Regions from separate parts of the Mus musculus genome. Here region 2 is linked to region 1. A link is a contact called in public Hi-C data. All regions are on one chromosome and are shown on one strand. Each heading gives the region's core, a stretch centred on a gene start, on an enhancer-like site or on the middle of the called end of the contact. The rest is flanking DNA. Distances are from core to core; before and after follow the strand shown. Region 1 holds the start of Msantd1 (Myb/SANT-like DNA-binding domain containing 1). Region 2 holds the start of Adra2c (adrenergic receptor, alpha 2c).

Evidence for each region. A called contact is a pair of places that touch in the nucleus more often than the background predicts.
Region 2: a Hi-C map of cerebellum shows a contact between it and region 1, with 1.6 times the contacts expected there. The contact joins the promoter of Adra2c here to the promoter of Msantd1 in region 1. A contact is called at or near these places in 2 of 39 promoter capture datasets (embryonic stem cells and hippocampal neurons) and 2 of 484 Hi-C or Micro-C datasets (B cells and cerebellum).

What each region holds. Positions count from the first base shown.
Region 1 is chr5:34,912,607-34,919,141 of GRCm38.p6, reverse strand. Msantd1 (Myb/SANT-like DNA-binding domain containing 1) reads right to left here and starts at 3,227. Exons shown (of 3, transcript NM_207277.1): 1 at 1,227-3,227. The coding sequence starts at 1,546.
Region 2 is chr5:35,274,957-35,281,491 of GRCm38.p6, reverse strand. It overlaps Adra2c (adrenergic receptor, alpha 2c), which reads right to left and starts at 2,926. Exons shown (of 1, transcript NM_007418.3): 1 at 1-2,926. The coding sequence starts at 1,606. The coding sequence ends at 230.

The DNA of each region.
Region 1 (6,535 bases), core at 1,978-4,477:
CAGGGGTTCCCCTCCCTTTCTTGGGGCATCTCTTTACTGATGAGGGCATGAGAGCTCTTTTCTTCCATGGATTCTGGCTGGGGACCTTACAGATATGCCTGCAGAGCAAGGTCTGAACCAGCCTCCCTATCTTCCCAACTCACCAGATGAACTACTAGTACATCTGTGAGCCCCAGATAGCACCTCCTATCATGGGATCTGAATGCGATCTTAGGCAGCCCCAGGCCCAGACTGTCTAGTCTGCCTTTTGGGGAAGTACTCTTTACTGTCTGACCTTGATACTCTTCAACTTCTCCTGTGACATGCCCCTCATAAGGGCCTCGTGCACACAACCTTCACTTTATGTTTTGACCTTCATCTTACCCTCTCTACTTTTTTGTGCCTCCAAAGTCCACAATCTCTAGCCCATCCATGATCCCTGCCCTGCACTCGACTCTACAGAGAGGTCAGACCCACCACAGCTACTCCATCCTGAATGCCAGGGATGCTCCAGGCTGTGAACTGTGTATCAGTTCCCCCAGGCTCTCCTTTGGCTGCAAGCTAGGACAGTCAAACTGAGAGGCAGCAAAGTCAGATACACAGATGGGGAGACCCCAGCCTAGAGTTGTGTGCTGCCTGGAGAGCCCCCTAAAATCCTATCTTACCAACCCTGAAGCTGGCCCTGGGCTGGGCTCACCTAGTTCTCGTAGTCTCAGGGTATCGGGGTGAGCCAGGCCTGGGAGTCAAACCTCCTTTTCACTCTAGCTTCAGTTTCCATACATGAAACAGGAACCCCATACCCTGCCCAACTTGGGTACTTGTGGTAGGTGGGACAGGCAGAACCAAGCCTAATTGGTGCCCTGTAGTCCCAGTTGAGGAAGCAGGGTCATAAGATCTGATCTATTTGTCTACTGCTGGGGCGTCACGGCAGGTAGGAGGCAGGTCTAATGTCAGCCTTAGAACCATCCTCACAACGATGCTGCTCCAGCCCTAGTCCCACAAAGTCTATCTGAGGATGCTCTCAGCCTTGCCACTTGAGAGTTAATGATCAGTTCTTTTGCTTGTGGGCCTCAGTTTCCCCATCTTCCCAATGGTAGGCTACACAAACGGTTTTGGAAGGCAATCTTGCCAAGTGGAGTTCTGACAACTAGCCCAGACGACACACACCCGCCCTGCCTCAGAGCACAGAGTGCCGAAGAGTGGAGCAACCTTGCCCGGACCCTCTCGAGACCGTCCCACGTGCTCACCTGTACTGGAAGGTCATGTTGGTGATTTTGATCTTGATCTCCTCGCCTAGCCGTCGCTCCCCAGTCATCTCAAAGAGCTTGCTGGCCATCTTCTCGTACACCTTGGCATTGCGCTTGGTCTGCTTGAGCTCATCAAAGAACTCCTCCCAGACCAGCATGAGGCCGCGCATCTCTGCATCTGTCCAGTTGCGGGCCCTCCGATGCTTCTCCGTCTGAGGAGACACAAGGTAGCCAGGCACTTCGGCTGCTGCCATGTTGGAGGCACCTGCAGGGTTAAGGATGGCACTCAGGCAGGGCCTCAGGCCTGGCCAGCGCACCATGGGCGAGAGGCAGTGCGCTTGTTCACTCGCTTGCTCGAGGCAGCTCCACGCTCAAAATGGGGCCTACATCTGACAGGCAGGAATTTAGTTAAAAGCTTTTAAACGGGAAACGTCATTTTGATGTCATGTTTCCATAGCAACAGAGCAACTGCATAAGCTACAACAACAGAAACCTTTTAACTGAAAGCACAGGAATCAGGGCCGCACTAACGGGCCATCAATATTGCAGTGAGAGGCTGTACCCAAGCCCACTGTGGCTCCCAGCCCTCCTCCCACCCTGCTGGCCCTCTAGGCCCCAGAAGAGACTTGCTTTCACTGTGCCTGACAGGCTCCTACATGGGCATCTAGGCAGTAGTCCCTACCTCAGCCCCACCTGATTTATATAGGTTAGAGTCCAGGGAGGCCCAAGATGGGCAAGTAGTATGCTGAGACATAAGGTGCAGGGTTACAAAGGAGGTGGAGGCCCTGATACTGCCTTGATGGCTGTTCGTGTGGTGAGGTCCTTGCTGAGAGGTCACCCTCTTCTCAGAGGCCTGCCAAGCTTTACTGAAGCCGGTCCTCATAGGGCCCAGCCTTCTCCCCATTGACTCTGCTTCTCTTGTTTAACTAATGCAACCCCCTGGGTGTCAGGTTGTGTGGGTGCTGGGAAGCCAGGCAAGTCAGAGCTAGACCTTGCCTAGCCATGCCGGCCTGAAGGACACAGATGTTGACCTTCAACATGGGGAGAAGCATAAGCACAGCCCTGACGGAAGGGGCAAACCGAGCTGAGCTGAGGAGGCCCCTCAGCTGAGGAAAAGTGGCTGCAGTCAGAGGGTAACTTCAATGTCCTGAGCAGGGCTAGTCCTCAAGAGACACAGCAGTGTTGGGGTGGGGACAGGCAAAACATCAAGAGGAAGGGTTAATATGCCCACAGGGCTAGGCAGGGACCTCAGGCTGAGGAGGCAGCAGAGCAAGAATGTAGAATGTGGAATCCGCAGAGGGGAAAGTTACCACAGGGCATCAATAGCTAACATCTGGAAGGCAAGTCACAAATGAGACTACATGGACCTAAGACCCTCATGCTAGGCTGGCTGTTGTGGACACACAGTCTAGTCTGATCCTAGACTCTCTGGGCCCAGTACTCTATTGGTAGTCATGCCTGGTCTCCAAACAACTAGTTAAAACTCTCTGGTCAGCAGAACAACAGTGGTCTTTGTTGGCTTTCCCCCTGCCTGATCAAAGATAGGAAGAACTTAGACTGGAGAAAGCAATGTCTCTGGGCTTCCTGTGTCCACTGTAAGGAGCATAGTCAGTAACTTACTGGGTAGGGGGAGTGACCTGAGTTTCAATCCAAAATTAGAAATGAAAAGGAGGCAGAGGGTTGCCCCTGGAGGTCTTGCTGTCATTTCATAGGTTCAGGTGAATGTCAGGCTTCCTCTCTGAACCTTGGGAGTCATTTTGGGACTTCCTACTGCTGAGCTAGCAGACAGATACCCACGATTGTTCCATTTCTCCTAAAAGAGTACCCAGAAGGTCTGCAAAAACTCCTCTTCCTGCCAAAGTCAGATAGATACTGAGCATGCCAGGCATACTACTGGCCTGCTGGTTCATTGCTGCCCCCTAGTGCTGAGCATGGAACCTGGGTCTGGTTCTCAGAGCTCAGTGCCTAGAAATTACCTCCTTCCTCCAGGAAGGACCCCCTGTTCTTTAGGCTCAGAAGATTGATCCTTGAGGAGCAAGGAACTAGGAACCTGCCCTACTGCCTCCACAGACAGCATCTCCAGCTAACAAGGAAAGACAAGACAAGCACAACCTGGGGCCTAAAAACTCAGTATGTATATACTAGGCTGGCCCTGTCTCTGCCTCCCGAGTACTGGAATTAAAAGTGTATTGTCACTATGCTTAGCTTCAAGCTGCTAGCTTTTAAACCTAGCTCTGTGTGACCTTAGCAATGGATTCCAGCCTCAGTGTCCTCATCTCTAAAATAACAAGAGCCGGCTAAATGACTATAAATGACTTAGCAAAATGTTGGCCTAAGGGATATGGGGAGATCCTAGGTCCTCATCCGCCATCTCTTAGTCCTTTCTACAAATTTCCTTAGAGTGTCTGGAGTGTTCAAAGCCAGACCAGTGGCTATCTGTTGGCTAATGGATATCACTGCCATTACTCAAGGTCCTATAGTTAGATGGCTGAAGAGGAAAGATCTATAACAGCTGCTTGCCCAAGTTCCAGGATATAGAAGGCACCAGAGCCAGCCTGGCAGGAGCTACTCCATACCAACATAACACTTTGGTTGACACCTAGATGGGGGTAAGATGGGCTCCCACCTCCTCTTCTCAGGCATGTGGGCATCAGCAGTCCCAGGTACAAAGTGGCCTTTGTGGAGGCACCTCCTAGAGCAGAGTCCTTGCCTGGCTTCCATGGACAAGAATGAACAGGTGTTTGTCCAAGCCTCAGCTGCCCCTACCTAGGGTGGGACATTTCCTATTTCTATTCAGGGTAGAGTTCCATACCTTGACACAGCTGCATGGCCTGCTAGGACCCTCAGTTGTCACAGGATGAGAAGGCAGGAGGCTGAGGACTAGGTCCCCAGTAGAACCTGAAGGGAAAGGGGGCAGGTCAGCTTTAGAAAGTATCTCTTAAGAGAGGCCAGGCACTCTGAATGGGGTCAAGACTGGTTCTGTTGTGAGCTGGCGAAACCTACTTAGGCTCCCTGGGTTTGGTTTCCCCTCTACATAATGAGTGTGGGGCAAATCTGAAACTTGTATTTATGGAACCTGTTCAGGATGCAAGAAACCAGGCCTGACTAGGGTGATAGCAGCCAAGCTCAGCCTATATTGATAGAAGCCAGAGTAGAAAATGACCAGTTTTAGTGGGATGCCAGGTAACTTTTGAGAGAACTGAGCCTGTACTGGTGGGAGAAATTTAGGGGTTGAAGACTTGACAAAGGCCTGGAAGTGTATGAAATGTGTGTACATGTGACAGTGGCTAAGTACAGCCTTGACTAAGGTAGTAGGACATGGGTCTAGGAAGCTTTGGAGCACTAAGGCGTTTGAACTGCTCTGGGTGGTTAGTGAGGCACAGCTTATCTCTGTGGTGGGTAGTGAGAGGGATTATGACCTACCTTAGAATTGGATTGTCACAGCAATTCCTGGGGCCTTACAACCTAGCCTGGGATAGAGGCCTGGGCAGCTAGGTAGTTTAGCTTGCACGTTAGACGTTGCTATCACACGTCAATAAGGAGTCCAGACTCTTAACCTTTGACACTCTGCCTTTGTGGCCAGCTCTTCCCACCCCAGCTATGTCCCAAATGTCCACCCTGAGCTTGAAGTGAAGCAGGCATCTCTTTCAGGACCACAACATGGAGGAAGATGAGACTCAGGCTTTCAGGGCTAAGGATGTGTGTGGATCCCAGGAAGGTCTCAGTGATTCTCAAGTACCTGGGTCCACCTCTGCTCATGAGCCTTCCCTGGGCTACCCAAGTAGGTCTTCTTGATTTGGCTGAGCTTTGCCACCTTGTATGGAGGTGAGGCTCACATCCTAGGAAGCCTGGATATAACTCCAGGAAACTTGGACCCTGTCCACTCAATATGTGGACACATATGGCCACAAATGGCACACATACCATGACTACCCATCCCCGTATTCAACACAATCAGGCTGCTTCTTCAAGCTCCTTCAGAATGCTTTTTGGAAAAACTGGAGACAAACACCACAATGAGGCTGAGGGGTACCTCAAGTCATGTGCTCCTACATTCCCCAGGCAGGAGGGCTGGACTTGCTATGGTGAGGGCTTGCGTTCTGCTTTAGTGGCTAGAAGGAATAATGTGCTGCCAATACCCCAGGGAGGCTTACCTTATCCTTTCTGGAATACCACCCATGCCTGTTAGGTCAAAGGTCTGGCTATCCACCAGGAGGGCAGGGGTACTTCATTTTCCTGAAGTGAGCAAAACTCAAGTGTTGATGAAGATCTTTTTGTTTTTGTTTTTGTAGACAGGGTTTCTCTGTATAGCCCTGGCTGTCCTGGAACTCACATTGTAGACCAGGCTGGCCTCAAACTCAGAAATCCCTCCCAAGTGATGGGATTAAAGGTGTGTGCCACCATGCCCGGCGTTGATGAAGACCTTAAGGGCAATATCACCGTAGTCCTAGAGAGGACTGCTGAGGTAGATTCAGGGAGTTGAAGCAATAACATCCATGCTGCCATCAAATGCTTGAGTTACTGGGCAAAGACCTAAACATGGTGGGGCACCTACCAGGCCCTTCCTGCCAAAGGTTCATTATCTTGTACAGAGAACAGACCCTGTGCCATGTCCTAGAAGGGATAGTGGCATGCACTGGGCTCTATAAGACTCCCAAGAGTTATCCTGGCACTAACGTCAGGGTCTGGTGGGTTGAAGGATCAGGTAGACAACTCCTGCCTCACAACTGAAACTTGACAGGCCTTTAGAAAGTGTTCCCCAAACAGCCTTGTTCCTGCAGGTTGGTGGATGAAGTACCTGCATTTCAGGTTTAGCCCAGATACTAAAGAAGGGACCTGGTAAGACAGGCAATGTCATAGACAACCTAAAAGAAGTTGTAACCTACAAAGGACAGGGTAGGTGTTGCAGACACAGCAGGACAAAGGTGGTAAGACCAGTCATGTTGAAGGGCAGAAGAGGATCCATGTGGATCAGGAGCATGTCCAGAAAGGCAGAAGGGCTGGTGGAGAGCATGCAAAGACTCCAAGGACTACTAACTGTGTCCTGTGTGAGGACAGAGCCTCACCACCCCTCTAGAACCCTGGAGCAATGTGTGGAAGCTGAAACAATACCTAGGATCTCACACGACAGGCTTAAAATGCCAATAACTATGAGAACTTGGCACACCATATCTCCCAGACAGGGAGACCACTTCAATAGGGTCTGCGAATACTCCTAGGCCTGGTCCCAATTCCAGGCACACAGTCTCATTCTATACCTAGTATTGCCTGATCTTTACAGTGTCAAGATGGCTGCTGGTAGTATCCTT
Region 2 (6,535 bases), core at 1,677-4,176, 360 kb before region 1:
ACAACCTAGCTACAGCCCCTCGCTGAGATGGGAAGGCAAAGGTCTCCCTTTCTCCTCCCCACTCCCCAAGGCCCAGTTGTCTCTCGCCCAGCTCCTGTCTGCCACATCCCACACTGTGCCCTGAAGTCCACCCTGGGACTCTGGAGAGACCACACTGTTGGTCTCTCTGTCTACCCGAGTTCAGAGCTGTCCAGGACGTCAGTGGGTCCAGGTCCAGGAGGCCAGAGGGTCATTGCCTGAAGCCCCTTCTCCTCCTTCGAAAGAGGATATGCTTGAAAGAGCGCCTGAAGTCCTGATTGAAGACAGTGTAGATGACCGGGTTGAGCGAACTGTTGCAGTAGCCGATCCAGAAGAAAAACTTAAAGAGCGGTTCTGGCAACTGGCAGGCCTCACGGCAGATGCCATACAGGCTGTAGCTGAAGAAGAAGGGGAACCAGCACAGTACGAACACGCCCATGACCACCGCCAACACGAAGGTGAAGCGCTTCTCGCGTGCCTGGGCCACCTTGCGGCGGCACACACTGCTGCGCGCCCGGCGCCGACGCGACAGGAAGAACTCGACGGAGCGCGAGCTGGCCCGCGACAGGCGCCCTCCGGGGCCTGGGGACCGAGACGCCGTCCGAGCACCCTGCTCGGCTGCCAGTCCCGGTCCCGGTCCGTCCGCACTGCCCGTGTCCCCCTCAGCACCCTCTCGCCGCCGTCCTCCTCTGCGCAGCGCGCCCCGGCGCCTCCGCCTCTCGGCCGCACTGCTCTCATCCGGCTCCACTTCAGTGCGCGGGGGCGCGCAATGCCCGTTCTCCCCCGCTGCCTTGCCCAGCCCATTCTCTGTGGTCGGGGACGCGCCGTCGGGGCCGGCGGGGCCGCGTTTCTCGCTGAGCGTACGCGTGCGCAGCTTGGCCACGCGGTAGATGCGCGCATAGACCAGGCCCATGATGAGGCAGGGCGCGAAGAAGGAGCCTATGCAGGAGGACAAGATGTACCAGGTCTCATCGTTGAGGCCGCACTGCGGATAGGCGGCGCCGTCGGGCCGGCGGTAGAACGAGACGAGAGGCGGGAAGGAGATGACAGCGGAGATGAGCCACACGGCCACGATGGTGGCCTTGACACGGCGCGGCGTGCGCTTCAGGTTGTACTCTACCGCTTGCGTCACCGACCAGTAGCGGTCCAGACTAATGGCACACAGGTGCACGATGGACGAGGTGCAGAAGAGCACGTCCAGTGCCAGGTATACACCACACCACACTTGCCCGAAGTACCAGTAGGCCATGAGCTCATTGGCCAGAGAAAAGGGCATGACCAGTGTGGCCACCAGGATGTCAGCTGAGGCCAGAGACACCAGGAAGAGGTTCTGCGGGGCGCGCAGTGCTCGGCTGGTCAACACAGCGATCACCACGAGCACATTGCCTACCACGGTGAAAACGATGAGGAAACCCACCACAGCTGCCAACCCCGCCACAGCACCTGCGGAGTACTGGCCCGGCGGTGGCACCCAGTCGGTCCCCGAGGCGTTGGCACCCCCGCCGCTACCCCATTCGCCCGCGTCGCTCCCGTTGGGGCCCTCAGCCGCCGCCGCCGCCAGCGCCGCGGCCAGCGCTGGGGACGCCATGGTCCTCCCGAGAGCTACGCGGTCCTGCCAGGAGCCCGGGCGCAGCCTCGGCAGCTCGGGCGCCCCACAGCCAGGGTCGGCGTCCGCATCGCCGCCTGCTCCTCCGGCGCGCCGGCTGGGGGCCACGAAGCCCCGCAGCCGGCTCTCGGCCGTGGTGGCCCGGCGGGCGGGCGGCGCGCCGGAGAGCGTGGCTGCCGGGCTCCCCGCAGCTGCCGCGCGCGTAAGTGCAGAGCTGGAGGTGCCCAGAGAGCGCGGCGACGCGGCGGTGGGGGGGAATGGGGGTAGGTCCCGGGTCCTCGAGCGGCCCCGCCCTCGGCCTGGGTTCAGTGGGAGCGTCCCGGCCGCCAGCCCACGGAGATGCGGTGTCCAAGCTGGTGCACGCAAGCGGCTCCACGGTCCGGGTGCCCGACTGGGCTGCAGGCTGCAGGCGGCGGCCCGGACACTCTGCTTCCCAACGGGCTGGCTGGGGCTAAGCGAGCCGGGGCGCAGGTTGCCGTTCTTCCGGGTCCCTGCAACTTTACTTTGCGGGGCTGGGCGCCGACACCCGCGGTCCTCCTGCTGCTCCCGAGTGCGGGCGCCCCCCAAGGTCCGCGTTCGGCCGTGCGGGCGCCGCCTCGCCCTCCCCGCTCGCCGGTGCAGCGTCTCCGCCGCCGCGGAGCGCTTGGCGCAAGTGCTGTCGCCCGGGCTCGGCTTCCAACTTGAGTCCAGTAGCGCAGCGGGGAGGGCGCAGCGGGGCGGGGCGGGGCGCCCCGCAGGCCCGAGCCGCGGGCCCGGGGGGAGCGGGCCGGGAGCCGGAGCCCGCGGCCGCCTGGGCGAACCTGCCGGCGGCGCCGGGGAGGAGCCCTAGGCGGCGGCGCAGGGCGCGCACTCGGCGAGGGCGCCCCCTCCAGGGCCAACTGCAGCCTGCGGGGCCCGGCTGAGCGCGGGCTGGCCTGAGCGGTGAGTTCTAGAAGCCTGCTCTTTCTAAGATCGTAGTCTCCACCTCACTCGGTTACAGGCGACGGAGCGCGCGCGGGCGCGCACACCGGCTCGTAAGGGGCTGGCTCGGGGTCCGCGGCCTGATTGGAGAGTGCGCTTGTAGCAGCATGGCAGAGACACTGCTGGTGCGCATCATTCCTTTGGAGCTTAGGGTCCCTGCTCCCCTGCAGAGCCACCTCCTCAGTCAGCCTCAGTTCCCTCCTCTGAGTACCTCTCAGCGCTGCGGGATCGTGAATCATAACCACGGTGTCAGTCGAGGCCCAGATCAAGCTCCCAAGCTCTATACCCATGTTGGCAATTGTTGAAGTTGAATCTTAATGCTGTGTGATCCCGCTTTTCACAGCTGGAGGGGACGCTCCAGACCTGCGCTTTTGACAAACTCAAAACTGACCTGCCCCATGCAGCGTGATTTTGTGGGAGTAGGTTTAAGAGAGGGCGAGCAAATCAAATGTTGGGGAGATCTCGTGTCAGTTTCACAGAGGTTCTGTCACGTGTGGCCTGAGTTGAGTTGAGGCACTGGTCTCTGCCTCCAGGCAGCCCCAGGTCTGCAGGGAGGATGTGGCCAAGAGAATAAATTGGACTTTCCAGACCTAGCGTTTCCCTGCTAGAACTAAAGGAGTACCATTCTCTCCACCAAGGCTGGCCAGGACCTCATTACACAGGTCAGATAGACCGGAAAGGGAGGGGAGTTGGCAATCCACTGGCAGAAGGCCTCATCAGAAAGTCATTCTGAGGACCTTGGAGCCATGACCTGTGGCATCTGGACTTGTCCCTGCTCTGGTGGCTGCTTCTCCCTGCAGTCCTTGAGGATAGTGCAACCTCCTTGTGGGCACTGCAGCCCTAGAGGACCCACAGGACCTACCCTCAGGGCAGGGGTGTCCAACTAGGATTAGGCAGACGACAAACATTTCAGACCATGGGCCTGTCTTGAGTACTGTGCCCGTGCAGGACACACTTCTTGATGCCTGTCCTGGGCACTTTCTAACTCAGGGCTTGCAAAGTGCCATGTGCTGTCACCTGAGAATGTGAACTATGAGGAAGAACCGCCAAGGTTTTTTAACAAGTCCTTCTTACCCAGAGGCCCCAACAAGGGCCACTGATCAAAACAACTTCAGTTGGTTTGTATAGAAGCCCCCAGATGACTCCAACATCAGTATATTGGAGGAAGAGGAGGTCTGGCCTTATGGTGTTTGTGTCTGGATATTCACCCCCACACTGAGTGCCATCAAAGCCCTGGAACTTCCCCACCCCCCATCCCTACCCCCAACCCAGCCTAGAAGCAAAGGAGGAGGTGACAGCATGTATCACCTTTGGATATGGAGGAGTTATTAGGAAAAAGCTTTGTGGACCATGCTCCCTAGGGACTGAGGTAGTCCCCAGTGTGTGGATGGTCCCTAAGACAGAGTGCTCTTTAGGAATGTGGGTACTCCTTCAGATGGGATGCTTCTTTGGTGAGAGTGCCCCCCGAAGAGGCTGGTTTAGTTCTGAGGATGTGGGAGCCTGAGGACGATGAGGGGAAGGGCAAGTGGGCACTGGTCGGGTACTGTTGGAGAGATGGCTTCTCCCCTTGCAGGCAGCATTGTGGACCTGCCTGAGTCAGAGATGCTGTCATATGAGAAGCTGAGGGGACAACAGGTAGTCTAGCCCAAGCCCTGACTGCACACAGCCTCACGTTTCCAAGTGATGCCTGCCTAGGCAAAGGGATGCCCTGGGAGCCCTGCAAGGGAAGCCTGCAAGGGCATCTGCAGGGCTCGCTACTGAGTGACCTAGGCTCTTGGGGATGATGGCTACATGCTGTAGGGATGCTGACCATACCTCCCGGCATAACTGAGAGGAAGCCACTCTGGAGTCAGCAGCCAGAAGTGAGAGTTAAAGAGTCTGCTCATTTGAGGGCAGCTGGTGAGACCCCCTGGGGTGGCAGGAACTTACGAAGAGGCTGAACTAGCCTCTTTGCCCAGAGATAGCCAATTAGCCCCAACAGTCTGCTTCTGGTTGTTCTGTGGCAGGAAACAATGTGTGCCCCTACAGACTGTGTGTTCAAGAGTAGTTGGTGGCAGGCCACACTGGGTGTTTGTACCTACTATGTGAGGGCATTCTGGGAAGGTCCTGGTATATTTCAGAAGGAAATCCATGTGAAGTGAAGCAGCCTGGGTATTCAGAGTGGTGGGTATACTGGTGCCTAGAAGTGCGGGGTTGGTCCAGCCAGGGTTGCATAGTGCCTGGATGTTGGGTCCTAGGCTCTCAATTCCCTGCCAGGCCTCTACCACAGGATCTGGTTGCATGTCTGTGTGAATCCTGGGAGCAGTGCGCATGCTGCAAAGCAGCCGTGACATGGGCTGACGGGAGCTGGGCTCCTTGAATCACCCTGGTGTACTCACAGGTATGCGTGAACACATGCACCTCACTCCCTCATGGGCTCATGCACATGGATATGCTTATTCAAGTGTGCACACACAGACCCATTGCCTGAACACACGGATGTTCATGAAGATGCACTTACATTCACATGTGTGTATACATGTGCACCTGTTCATACATATATGTATGATTATATACCACTTACACACCACTTGCATGTGCATGCCACGTATGTACATTCATCCCTTCAGATACTTTCCAGTGTAGCTGTGTATATACCCAAACACATGCGTATGTGTATCTGCACCTGGAAGATTCCAGTCAAAGGCATGCATGTATACACATATGTGCATGTACACCCACATGAGTTTGCACATAGTCACACACAAGGCAAGCATATATGCACATATAAGCATAAATGTCCACACACATATGTTGTTTGTGCAACCACTCACATCTTGATTCAGAAGTGAGCAGAGCCATCAAGTGTGAATTTAAGCTCCTGATCATGTCCTTCCTTGCTTCTTGGCAGCTGAGTGACCCTCCTCATTCTCAGGCCTCAGTTTTCCTGTCTGTGAAATGAACACATTGCACCACTGTCTCTAATATCCGTGCTGGCTCTTCCATTCTCCCTCTCCCTGAGGGAGTGTCGCATCTGGCCTGCCCAGCTTTGCCTTTGGCTGGTGCCTGGAGCTGCTGAGGAGAGCCAGGCTCACAGAGCTCTTCCATTTTACTTAGCTCTAGCTGGTGACAGGGTCAGGGAAATAGAGCTGGATTTCTTGTCTCAAGTCTAAGAGGATGCCCTTTTTATTTGAAATGGAGCTGAGGATTTTTCCCTATGTTTATGTGCGATCTCATTTTTAAAGATGAGCCAAGGGAAAACCAAGGCTTGTTTCCCTCTCTGCCCCTCCCTGAAGAATTCCAAAGACTGATCTGTCTTGTCAGAACGTGGCAAGGATCCGGCAGCCGGGCTGGCTCTTGGCGCCCCAGCCTGCAGACTGAATCCATTGCATATTGATCATCGATTTGGCAACACAGCGTTCCAACAGAGCTGGCGAAGCCCTCTTCAGGGACTGGCTGGGATTGGCATGGGGTGTAATAGAAAACAGAGGGTCAGCGTCTCTTGCCGGGTACCCACTGTGTGCCTTGGCACTGCCCGGCTGGGGGTCTAGCTCCTGTCTGTCACTGTATCCTTAGCTGTGTGCAGCCTCAATGGCTCCAGCCTGCCATTCTGCCAGCCTGTATCCCGGAAGCCCATATGAGCGTTGAAAGTCCCAGATGTTCCCACTGTTGCTCCAGTTGACTGGGCCTTGTGTTTGAGGGCCTCAGTTTTGAGTCCCCACCCTGTTAAGTCCCTCATTGGGTCTGCAGACACGACCTGGCATTGTCTGTATGCATCCCTGCAGGAAACAGAGGACCAGATCAAAGGTTCTTATTCCCATAGCCTGCTTTTCCAGGCTTTGCCTTTAGAAACTGCTGGTGTGGAGCCTGGACCCTGGGATTAGGACATGACCTCAGGAAACTACCTTTCTTTCAGTGGCTGCTTTTCAGGCTGCCTACAAGGTCTGTTAACTCACAGCTCATGGCCTGCTT